2 separate regions of the Danio rerio genome follow, and region 1 is linked to region 2. A link is a contact called in public Hi-C data. All regions are on one chromosome and are shown on one strand. Each heading gives the region's core, a stretch centred on a gene start, on an enhancer-like site or on the middle of the called end of the contact. The rest is flanking DNA. Distances are from core to core; before and after follow the strand shown. Region 1 holds the start of npm3 (nucleophosmin/nucleoplasmin, 3). Region 2 has its middle 9.0 kb from the start of zmp:0000000662.

Region 1 (5,373 bases), core at 2,712-5,211, 170 kb after region 2:
ATACTGAGAGTGTTTGAGGTTTGCTTCTACATGAACCCTTGTGCACTGTTCAAATTGACTACCCTTTGGTTATGTTCGTGGCTGTATTTGCCCTATTGACTTCCATATTAATGACATTTTTTTATTGCAAAGCCATGACCACAAATAGTAATGCATTTTTGATTGTTGGTGTTTTTCCCTGTTTGGAAGAGGTAAAACCTTTCTTTTACACAGTTGATCATCAGTTGGCAGTATTAACCCCTAGATAGGCCTGCGCAAAAACGTTTCTGGCTTTTATATGGAGTTCTATGGAGTAAAATAGCAGATTATAGTGTGCATGCATAAATAAACTTACTATGTTTACCGTGTTCTGAGCTGCTTATCTTTTATTTTCTCAAACATATCAAGGTAAGTGCGCAAATGTCTCTCTCACGCACAAACTATATTGTACATACCCACGCCACATACATTTGTAAATGTTCATATCTATTTGTATACCCTTTTATTGATAGAAAGCTGTACATATAGTCACCTATTGTAAATCTATTTCCATAGTTAATACAACCTGTATATAATGTTCAAGGTACGCCCATCTGTAAAGATCACCATCGCTTTTCTATAATTGCACTTCATATATTATACCTGTATCCTGCACTTGCTGCTATTGCACTCCTGGTTAGACGGAAACTGCATTTCGTTGCCTTGTCCATGCAAATAATGATCAACAGCAAAAATAAATACATTTACATCTTCCCAACAGAAAAAAAACAAACAATTAAGAATGCATGATTATAAGGTGTCATGGATTTGCAATCAAAAAATGTGATTATAATGGAAGTCAATGGGGCAAAAACAGCCTGAACAAAAGAAAGGGTAGTCAATTTGCCCAGAGTGTATTGTTGAATTCCTGAAACTTTAAAGCATTTTCCCCAAGACATGGATCAAAATAAGATTTGTCACCAAAAATCATTCCATTTGCTGAAACTAAGGACATATCTCCAAATTAAGGTGATATATCCAGCTGCAGAACCACACACGTTTTAGGATACACAATTTCCACCACAAAATCTAGGCAGGGCGAACCATATATGGCCAATGACGCATTGGTCATCGTCTTATTTTTCCTGTTCATATCGCGACTAAGTCCTTAGGCCTACTATTGTACCCCATGTAAATTTAAGAATGTCAACACGATTTATTGACCTATGTGCAATAGTTATTAATGTACAAAATACTACAAATACAAAATTTAAATGTATTTTTTTATGATGTTCATTTTAATAATATTTTTGCAATAATTAACTATACCATTTTGACCATAGTTTGAGGAGATATTTAGTTAGTCATTTCAACCTATTGTGTTATATTACTGTACACACCTACCCCAACCTTAAACCCAACATCGCAGTACCCTGGTGTGTTTTATGGCCTGTTTCCACTGTCATCTTTTAAAGGCTTGCGTTTCCACTGGCAAAAGGGTACCAATGGTTTTCAGCTGACGTGATTCTTGCTTGAAATGTCAAAGTAAAGCTGTATGGGTCGTTCATACATCATATGAGAAGCACTTCTCACAAAACAGATGTTTTATACACATAAACACTTGTGTACAAGTGTTCATTACTAACCTTTCTATGAACATGATCAGATTATAACTGCAGATCAATAATAAAAATAGCCTACTGTTGCAACTCAATAATAAATTAAAATGAATGTTATAAATGTAACACATATGAACAAATACACCCTCTTACAGTCTCTTATATGTTACCAATTACAGATAATCTTCACGCAGCAAAGATTTAGTCCTTATTTGGGTTCAAAAACAACATGCAACATATAGCCCACAGTCAGAGCAAACCTCTCATCTGTGTCTTCAATCCTCACCAGCACATGTAACCTCTGTTAGAAAGTAATTCCGTCATTCCGAGTTCATAATAGTCCAAAAGATGATGATAATAGTTAAACACAGCAGTTTGTTTATGGTTTAGGTTTCTAAAAGAATCATTTGCTCCTTTGTTTTTTCCAGCTTCTCCTTTGCGTTTTCGCACTTTACACACACATTTGTTCATTTCTGCAAGGATCGGGTGTCAGAAGCACTTCAATAATCATGCCCACATTATTATCATCAGTTCTAGAAGTTCTTTATTTCAAATACAGACGTGCGGCAGGTGATGGCAAGCTCTCTGAAGAAAGTGAAACTGATCGCACTTTTAGACGGCCTCGTAAAACAAAAACAGGATATGGCAGATTCTGCTCTTCTTGGCTTTGTAGCTGTACATCAAGGTGATGACCAGGTTTGTCTGAGCTTGGGTCGACCATGGCTCGTTATTATATGTATATATTATTATGGTGTAATGTCTCGGCTGTGCTTTTAAAAATGGCGGTTCCTTTGTTTTCATTCTCGTTAGTTGCAGGAGCTAGTGAGGCATCTCTGTAAACCAATAGCATCCAGTTGCTTGCTAGTGTTTCTAAAGTGCTATCGCAGAGCAACACAAACAGCACGCAGAAGTATAAACGCTCAGCTACATGCATTGCATGTGCCGTGGGTCATGCCGATCACATGACGCAGAAGTATAAACCAAAATTCAGTGAAAACGGGCCATTACACCTACTCCAAATCTAAACCTACCCATTACAGTAATGAAAAAAAACATTAATTAATTTTGTACATTCGCAAAAATTACGCTATATTTGTGTGCACATTCTCAGTAACTGCAGCTGTAACACTAATAGCGTTAACCTATGAAAGCCTAGATTTTGTGACTGGGATTGTGTGTTCTGAAATGTGTGTGGGTCTGCAGCTAGAGATATATATATATATATATATATATATATATATATATATATATATATATATATATATGAGCAATATCACACAAGTAGCAGTGCGATATGGCTGTATATCGGCACTGGTGGGAGGCGTGCGTTGGCCGAGTACCTTAGTGCCCCAACCAGTGCCGATATACAGACATATCGCACTGCTACGTGTGTGATATTGCGTTTATACAATAGTTTGACGGCATAATTGTGTATATAAAAACTAAATCAAACATGGAGAGTCTGAAAAACCCTTTTGTATGAGGAACTACTTTCTTCCGCATTGGATTCAAATCATAAGCTGACAGTTAAACAGCTGAGCAAGCATCTTTTAAACTTTAGATCTGTAGTGTCTGCTTTTTGTTGGCTGTATGTGGGCAGAGTAATACACAAAGAGTAAAGAGGCTGTAGGAGTTCTGATATTGCAGAATACTGCATGGCTATCAGCCAATCAGATTTGAGAACCAGACAGAACTGTTGTGTGTGTGTGTGTGTGTATATATATATATATATATATATATATATATATATATATATATATATATATATATATAAAACAGGGTTTACTAGCTCCCATTTACTAGTACTTTGTGGAAAACTGTAATAAAAATGAAAGGTGATAGAGACAATAAAGGTTTTTAACAGAATCAATAAATATTAAAATATTTTACAAACCGTCCTAAGCTCGAGAAAATGCTCCACGTCTTCATCTTCATCTGCCTGAAATGTGTAAAATGGCACTCCAGAAGACAACTCACAACCTGAGGGACACAAAACCACAGTTTTAAACACCTAACCGTGCAATTAACACATTCATTATTCATGTTAGTGCAGAAATCGGCTAAATATGAACTACACTTTGCTGCACACTAATCCAGGGTGTGTTTAATAATCTTAATCATCACTGGCCACAATTCTGAGACATTTCTGACAATGCAGGTGTCCCACGTGTGTTAGCTTATCTAACGTATAAATCACGCAATGGGTCTTACTGAACACGTAGCTTTCCAGCCGCGAGCGCGAGTCCACTACACTGTCTGACGCTTCGTCCTCCACAAACGACATTACTGTTCAAACTGTATTAATATCGCTTCAATAGAGGGAAAATATCCACAGTGCTATGAGTGCAGGTCGCGTCGCGTCTTCAAAACACACGTGACGAGTACGCAAAAAACGTCGCAGGAATCATGACGTCATCCGCATGCACACAAAAGCGCAGTCTTCCTGAATAATAAAGCATCTGGCCTCCAATTAAATTTAAACAAATGTGAACTTTTAGCTCTTCACACTAGTCCAGATCTATCCCTGTTTAACATCCCAGTAAAAGAAACTGTGAAATATTTAGGCATTGTGATCTCAAAAGATTCAAACATTAACATCAAAGAAAACTTTGAAAATAAAGTACATAAAGCTAATGGTATCCTGAATTGGTGGCTGCAGAGAGATATTTCAATTTTTGGACGAATTCTTCTATCCAAGGTTGAATATCTGTCAAAACTAATTTATCCTGCTCAGGCTTTAGCTCCCTCTTCAGCATTCATAAAAACAAGTAACCAAAAAATGTATGACTTTATTTGGAGACAGAAAACTCATTATATTAAAAAATCTGATATTATCAAATCGTATGAAGAAGGTGGTCTTAATATTATTGAGTTTGAAAGTATGAATACTATGTTAAAACTGAAATGGCTTCAAAGGTTTTTGAGTAATACTGAAAGTTTCTGGTACACTGTTCCTTGTGCCTTGTTTAACAAACTAGGTGGCATCCGATTTCTTCTCAGATGTGACTTTGACTTGCCTAAACTCCCAGTGAAGCTTTCAGCATTCCACCAACAAGTCTTGCTGTCTTGGAAACTAGCGCACACACACAATTTTACACCTCACAATACCCCTATTTGGAATAACAAGTATATTCTACACAGGAACAAATCCATTTTTTATGAAGAATGGTTAAATAAAAACATTTGGTCAGTAACAGACTTAATGGATGGAAGGGGCAATATTCTAGATTACAATACTTTCACTCTAAGACACGGATTTGCTTGTCATCCAAAGCAATTTTTCACTGTTATTAATGCTATACCCTCAGGTATAAAAATGTTAATGAAAAGTTACCTATCCTATTCGAAGATTACTCCAGTCCTTCCCTTATTATATACTGGTGAGATTGAATTTGATAATAAACTTTGCACTAATAAACATTTAAGACAAATTATTATCCAATCTTGTTTCCCTTATCAAGTATTAAGAAATAGGTTATTTCATTCAATGGATAAAAATACTGTTAAATTTTTTAGAACAACATATCTTAAATTTCCAATTCTCCCCAAGGCAAAAGAAGTACAATTTAAAATATTTAATGATATATACCCTTCTAATAGATTCTTACACCTAAAATTTAACTTAGAAAACTCACCATGCCATTTATGTAAACACTTTAGTGAAGACACAGAACACATATTTTTCTCTTGCAGCGCCGTTCAATCATTTTGGAAAAAAGTACAAGACTGGTTGATAATAAAAAACGTGGATGCTGAAGGTTTGACTTTTACATTACAAGATGTACTATATGGAATT
Region 2 (4,875 bases), core at 2,092-4,591:
CACCTGTACCGCATAACTTTGGACTGTGGGGGAAACCGGAGCACCCGGAGGAAAAAGTTTTTTACAGACGTCAACAGAGTGTAAAAATATTGATAGTTCTGTGGGTCTCGTCTATCAAATCTGATCTTTAATTTGTATTTTACATTTAATTCAATAAAGTCATTGTTTAGGCCATTCTACAGCTTAATTTTCATTCTCTTAAAGCATTTGAGAGTTTTTTGGCTGTGTTTTGGATCGTCATCTTGCTGAATTGTTTTTTCTTTATCATCTTGATAATGTAGAGGTTGGACTGAAGCAGGCTGATAAATAATTTACAAATTTAAGAAATTTGAAGAAAAGAACGAAAAATGACGAAGGCCAGAGGGTTGCCGAAGAACCACTGAGAGATTTCAGCTGCTGTTTGGACTTTTACTGCCTTTCTACAGCTCCCTTTCCTCATGTGTTCAATACTTTTTCCCTGCGTCAGTTCATTTTATTACGCACAACTTAATTTGTAAACTAATTGGATTTGTGTTCTTTGCATATATGGATTTCTTTGGTCGTTACCAACATCCGTGAAAATGTTCAAGTCAACGGACGCTTTAGAATCATTTTTTCTAAGAAAAATGGTGACATGTTCAATACTTATTTTCCCTGCTGTATTTTAAAGAATGTTAGGAACCAGTAACCATTAACTTTCATACTAGCTCAGAACTAAAGATAAGAGCCGTCACTAAGGTGGGACTTTTTCAACAGATACACTTTTGTATAGGGCCCATATTAGTACCTAAACAGCACAATAATATATATTTTGACCTTTTTTTGTACTATTGACTCCCAACATGAAGCTTTTAAGAGATTTCTGTGCGTGTATCTCTTCAACAACAGAAAGAAACTGTTTTTGACAAGAGAAAGGTGTATAAATCATGAGTACTATTCCTTAACTTTAATTATTCATTCATTTGTGATGTTGTGTTTGTTGTCACATAAACGTAATATTATTTAGTTTCAATAAACTCAAAAAATTATTATTTCTGCTTGTTCAAAGTACTTTAAAAAATGAGCTGAATCGAAACATTCATTCATTCATTTTCTTGTCGGCTTAGTCCCTTTATTAATCCGGGGTCGCCACAGCAGAATGAACCGCCAACTTATCGAGCAAGTTTTTACGCACCGGATGCCCTTCCAGCCGCAACCTATCTCTGGGAAACATCCACACACACATTCTCACACACACACTCATACACTACGGACAATTTAGCCTACCCAATTCACCTGTACCGCATGTCTTTGGACTGTGGGGGAAACCGGAGCACCCTGAGGAAACCCATGCAAAGGCAGGGAGAACATGCAAACTCCACACAAAAACGCCAACTGAGCCGAGGTTCTAACCAGCGACCCATCGACCTTCTTGCTGTAAGGCGACACTACCTACTGTGCCACTGCCTCGCCCCTGAATCAAAACATTTCTTCAGTTTTTTTTTTTTTTGTGGATAAATCATTTATGTTCACTACACTTAAATTTGTAAAACAATTGAGTTAGCTTAATCTGTGTTAGGACAACATAAAGGAATTTATGTTGTAATTTGTACACTGTAAACTTATATTTTATATGACAAAAATATATAAACATATTTATTTGCTTGTTCAAACTTATTTAAAATAAGCTGAATCAACACAATTCTTGAGATTTTATTGGGACAACTTATTTTTTATTTTCAATCAGAATTTGTTAAAAGTGTCAATTTAACTTAATTGATTTGTGTTGGGACAACAAGAATAAATTGTGTGGAACCCTGCATTTTTTTACAGTGTTGTACACTGTAAAATTCTTACACTGTTAAAAAAGTTAGTTAAAGCTAGTAAACCAAGTTGACTTTACAATAATAACTTAAGTAAACCTTATGTAACTTGGAACTGTTAAGTTGACTTAATTTTATAATTATGCAAATTGTACTTACTTTTTGAAATAAAAGAAAAAACTAATCACTTTTTATCCAAAACACCGTAATTGTATATTTTCCAGCTTTTCTGTATCTAGCAAAATGACATAGTAAAATAAACATGCTCTTCCAGACTCCAGTGTCTTCTAAATTAATTACAGGCTGTAATTGTAGATCTTATAAACTTAATAAAACACCAAGTATGAAATATTGTAGTAATTACAGTAATCATTTAAAAACAGACGTGCTTATGCTGACACTGTAAAAATGCATTAGATGACTTTTAAGAAGTGGGTTCAATTAGCATAATTATAAAAATTAGGTCAACTTAACAGTTCCAAGTTACAAGGGTTTACTTAAACTATCTTTGTGAAGTCAACTTGTTGCTTTTAGGGCAATTGGTTTGCTTGCTTTAAGCAACTAATCAGTGTACTTTACAGTGTACACAACTCGGTGATCGAATAAGTTATCAATTTAGTTAACTAATTAATTTAAGTGAATTGTACATAAAACAATTAAGTTGTCCCAAATAAATCTCAATAGTTGTGTTGTTTCAGCTCATTGTAAATAAGTTAGAAAAAGCAAATATTAATCTTTTTTTGAGTGTAAGTAAAGTAAATACAATATTTACAAAATTAAAAATGCATAAATTACAGTAAACTGACGCATTTAGCATCATACAGCATTCTTGCTTAGTCTGGCCTTTCACAGATTGTAAAAATGATATATAATTGTGACAAAGGATACAGCTTCATCAGGTTCATCTGCTTTGACCACTCATCAGTAATAACCACAATTTCCCCTACCGCATTAACCTAGCGATTTTACACAAGCAGTTTACAGGAAATAAAGGCAAGGTCCACTTCTGCTTTTTTCAGCAATCATTGCTTTCTTCTTAGTCATGCGTCTCAGCAGTGACACTGACTTTTGGGAAGGCATCATCATCATCATCATCATCATCATCACACCAGAGACTGAAAATATGCAAGAGAGAATCACCGACCCCATAACCTTCACCAAAGGAGAACACACACGTTGAGTGTTTTCCAATGCTAACTGTTAAAATACGACGCAGGTAAAGTAGTGGGTGTTGTAAAGGTCTGAGTCTCTGTGTGCGAGGGGGAGAGGAAATGGGCTCAGTGACCTTTGCAGCCAATTTCCCCTGTGTTCAAACAGCAGCATGAAAGCCAGGTCTGTTTCTGAAGTCTGTGCAAAATGTCAATTGCAACTTATCCCACCAGCAGAAGGATTTGCTCTGAAAGTAGATTCCCTTATTGTGGCCGTCAGCTTTTAAGTCAATGCACATGGATGGTTTGACCCAATCCTCGCTCTTTCTTTAGCGTGCAGTGTGTGTCCTTTATTAAGGATAGACACAAAGCGATCTGTGAATATGGGCATTTTGTTTTGCATCATCTTCCATCGTAAATTTACTCAGCATCTTTTGGCCTGGCCATAGTGTATAGAAATAAAGGTACAATAGCTGTCGTTGGGGCAGTACCCTTTTAAAAGGGTTACACTGAAATTGTACTTCCACTGAAAAAAAAGGTGCCTATTAGTAGCTAAAAGTCACACTTTTGCACTTAAATGGTACATATTGGTTCACATATAGGGTCCAAATGTTAGCTTTTTGGAAAAATTGACAAAAAAAAAAAAAACATACCATACCAAAATACCATTTATTTACCCTTAAGTGGTTTCAAACTTGCATAGATTTTTTTCTCTGTTGAAAACAAAGAAGATATATTTTTTTTAATATTAGAAACCTGTAACCAGTGTTGGGTGTAACGCATTACTAGCAAAATAAGGCATTGATTAAAGAGTAAAGTAACTCATTATTTTAAAAAAAGCATTATTTACTTTAACTAAGCATTATTTAAAAAAATTAAGTAATAATATTTTAGATTACATAAAATTTTTTTGTTAACTTTTTAGTTTCAAAACTCTGCTATTATTTTGGGACTTCTGCCTGGATTTGGCCTACCCAAATTTAAAAGCTTCCCAAATCCACATGCAGAGGTGTAAATGCAAAAACTTTGGTATCATTTTAAAGAAAACCCTTTGAATTTTTATAAAACACTATTGAATATTGTTTTTAAAATAACTGTATTGTGTTTAAAATAACTGTATATGTTGTCTGTGTTATGATAAATTTTTGTATTTTTTTTATAAACTCAAATTTGAAAGTGTACTTTTAGGTTCTGTGTGGTCTAGCATTGAAACGTGGAGTCTGACACTGGGGGATCCATTTGCAGTATATTTATAAAACACAGTTTAATACTAAGCACACAGTAAGCACTTGTGTGCGAACTCACATCAAACATAGTAATACTGGGTCGATAGGCTGGCGGCTGGCGGTCAAGGATCGTGATAGCAGGCATGGGTCAGAGGCAGGCGGCGTGGATCATAGGCGATCTGTAAGGCAGGGTTCGAGGCAGGCGGTGTGGATCAAAGTCGAGGTACAAGGCAGGGTTCAAGGCAGGCGGCAGGCAAGGCAAGGTCAAGGCACAGTCCAGGTTATAACGGGGAGATCAGGCAAGGATATGAACGCTCAGTAATGTCAGCAAGGGCAGAACAAGACTTTGCACTGGAGGGAGTGTTTGGGCTGCTTATATGTGTGTGCGTGGGTAATCAGTGAGATGTGCTGCAGGTGTGTTGCAATCAGTGTTTGAGGATGATGTAATGTTTAGAAGTCCGGTGATGGTGACCTCTGCTGGCCAGCGATTGGAATGACAGGGACCGAGTCGGTGACAGAGCCCCCCTCCTGCGAACGGGTCCTGACGTGAGAGGGACCACGACGCTGGGGTCTTCCAGAGGGATGAGGGGCCGGCATTTTCCGGATGCTGCAGGTGAAACTCTCTTAACAGAGTTGGGTCGAGAATATCCGTACGGTTGATCCATGATCGTTTCTCCGGGCCGTACCCCTCCCAGTCGATCAGATACTGTAGTTGTCCCC

What was found. A called contact is a pair of places that touch in the nucleus more often than the background predicts.
Region 1: a contact with region 2 is called in a Hi-C map of embryo, with 1.8 times the contacts expected there. The contact joins the promoter of npm3 here to the enhancer-like site in region 2. A contact is called at or near these places in 2 of 18 Hi-C or Micro-C datasets (embryo and fibroblasts) and 1 of 4 datasets of contacts at active chromatin or transcription factors (caudal fin).

The regions. Positions count from the first base shown.
Region 1 is chr13:12,396,275-12,401,647 of GRCz12tu, forward strand. It overlaps npm3 (nucleophosmin/nucleoplasmin, 3), which reads right to left and starts at 3,962. Exons shown (of 5, transcript NM_001013484.2): 1 at 3,789-3,962; 2 at 3,472-3,557. The coding sequence starts at 3,861.
Region 2 is chr13:12,229,345-12,234,219 of GRCz12tu, forward strand. No RefSeq gene overlaps it. Among named protein-coding and RNA genes, the nearest start is that of zmp:0000000662, 9.0 kb to the left of the region's middle. Within about 2 kb of position 3,342, at least 6 of the 62 cell types and tissues checked have an H3K27ac peak or open chromatin away from gene starts, as enhancers often do.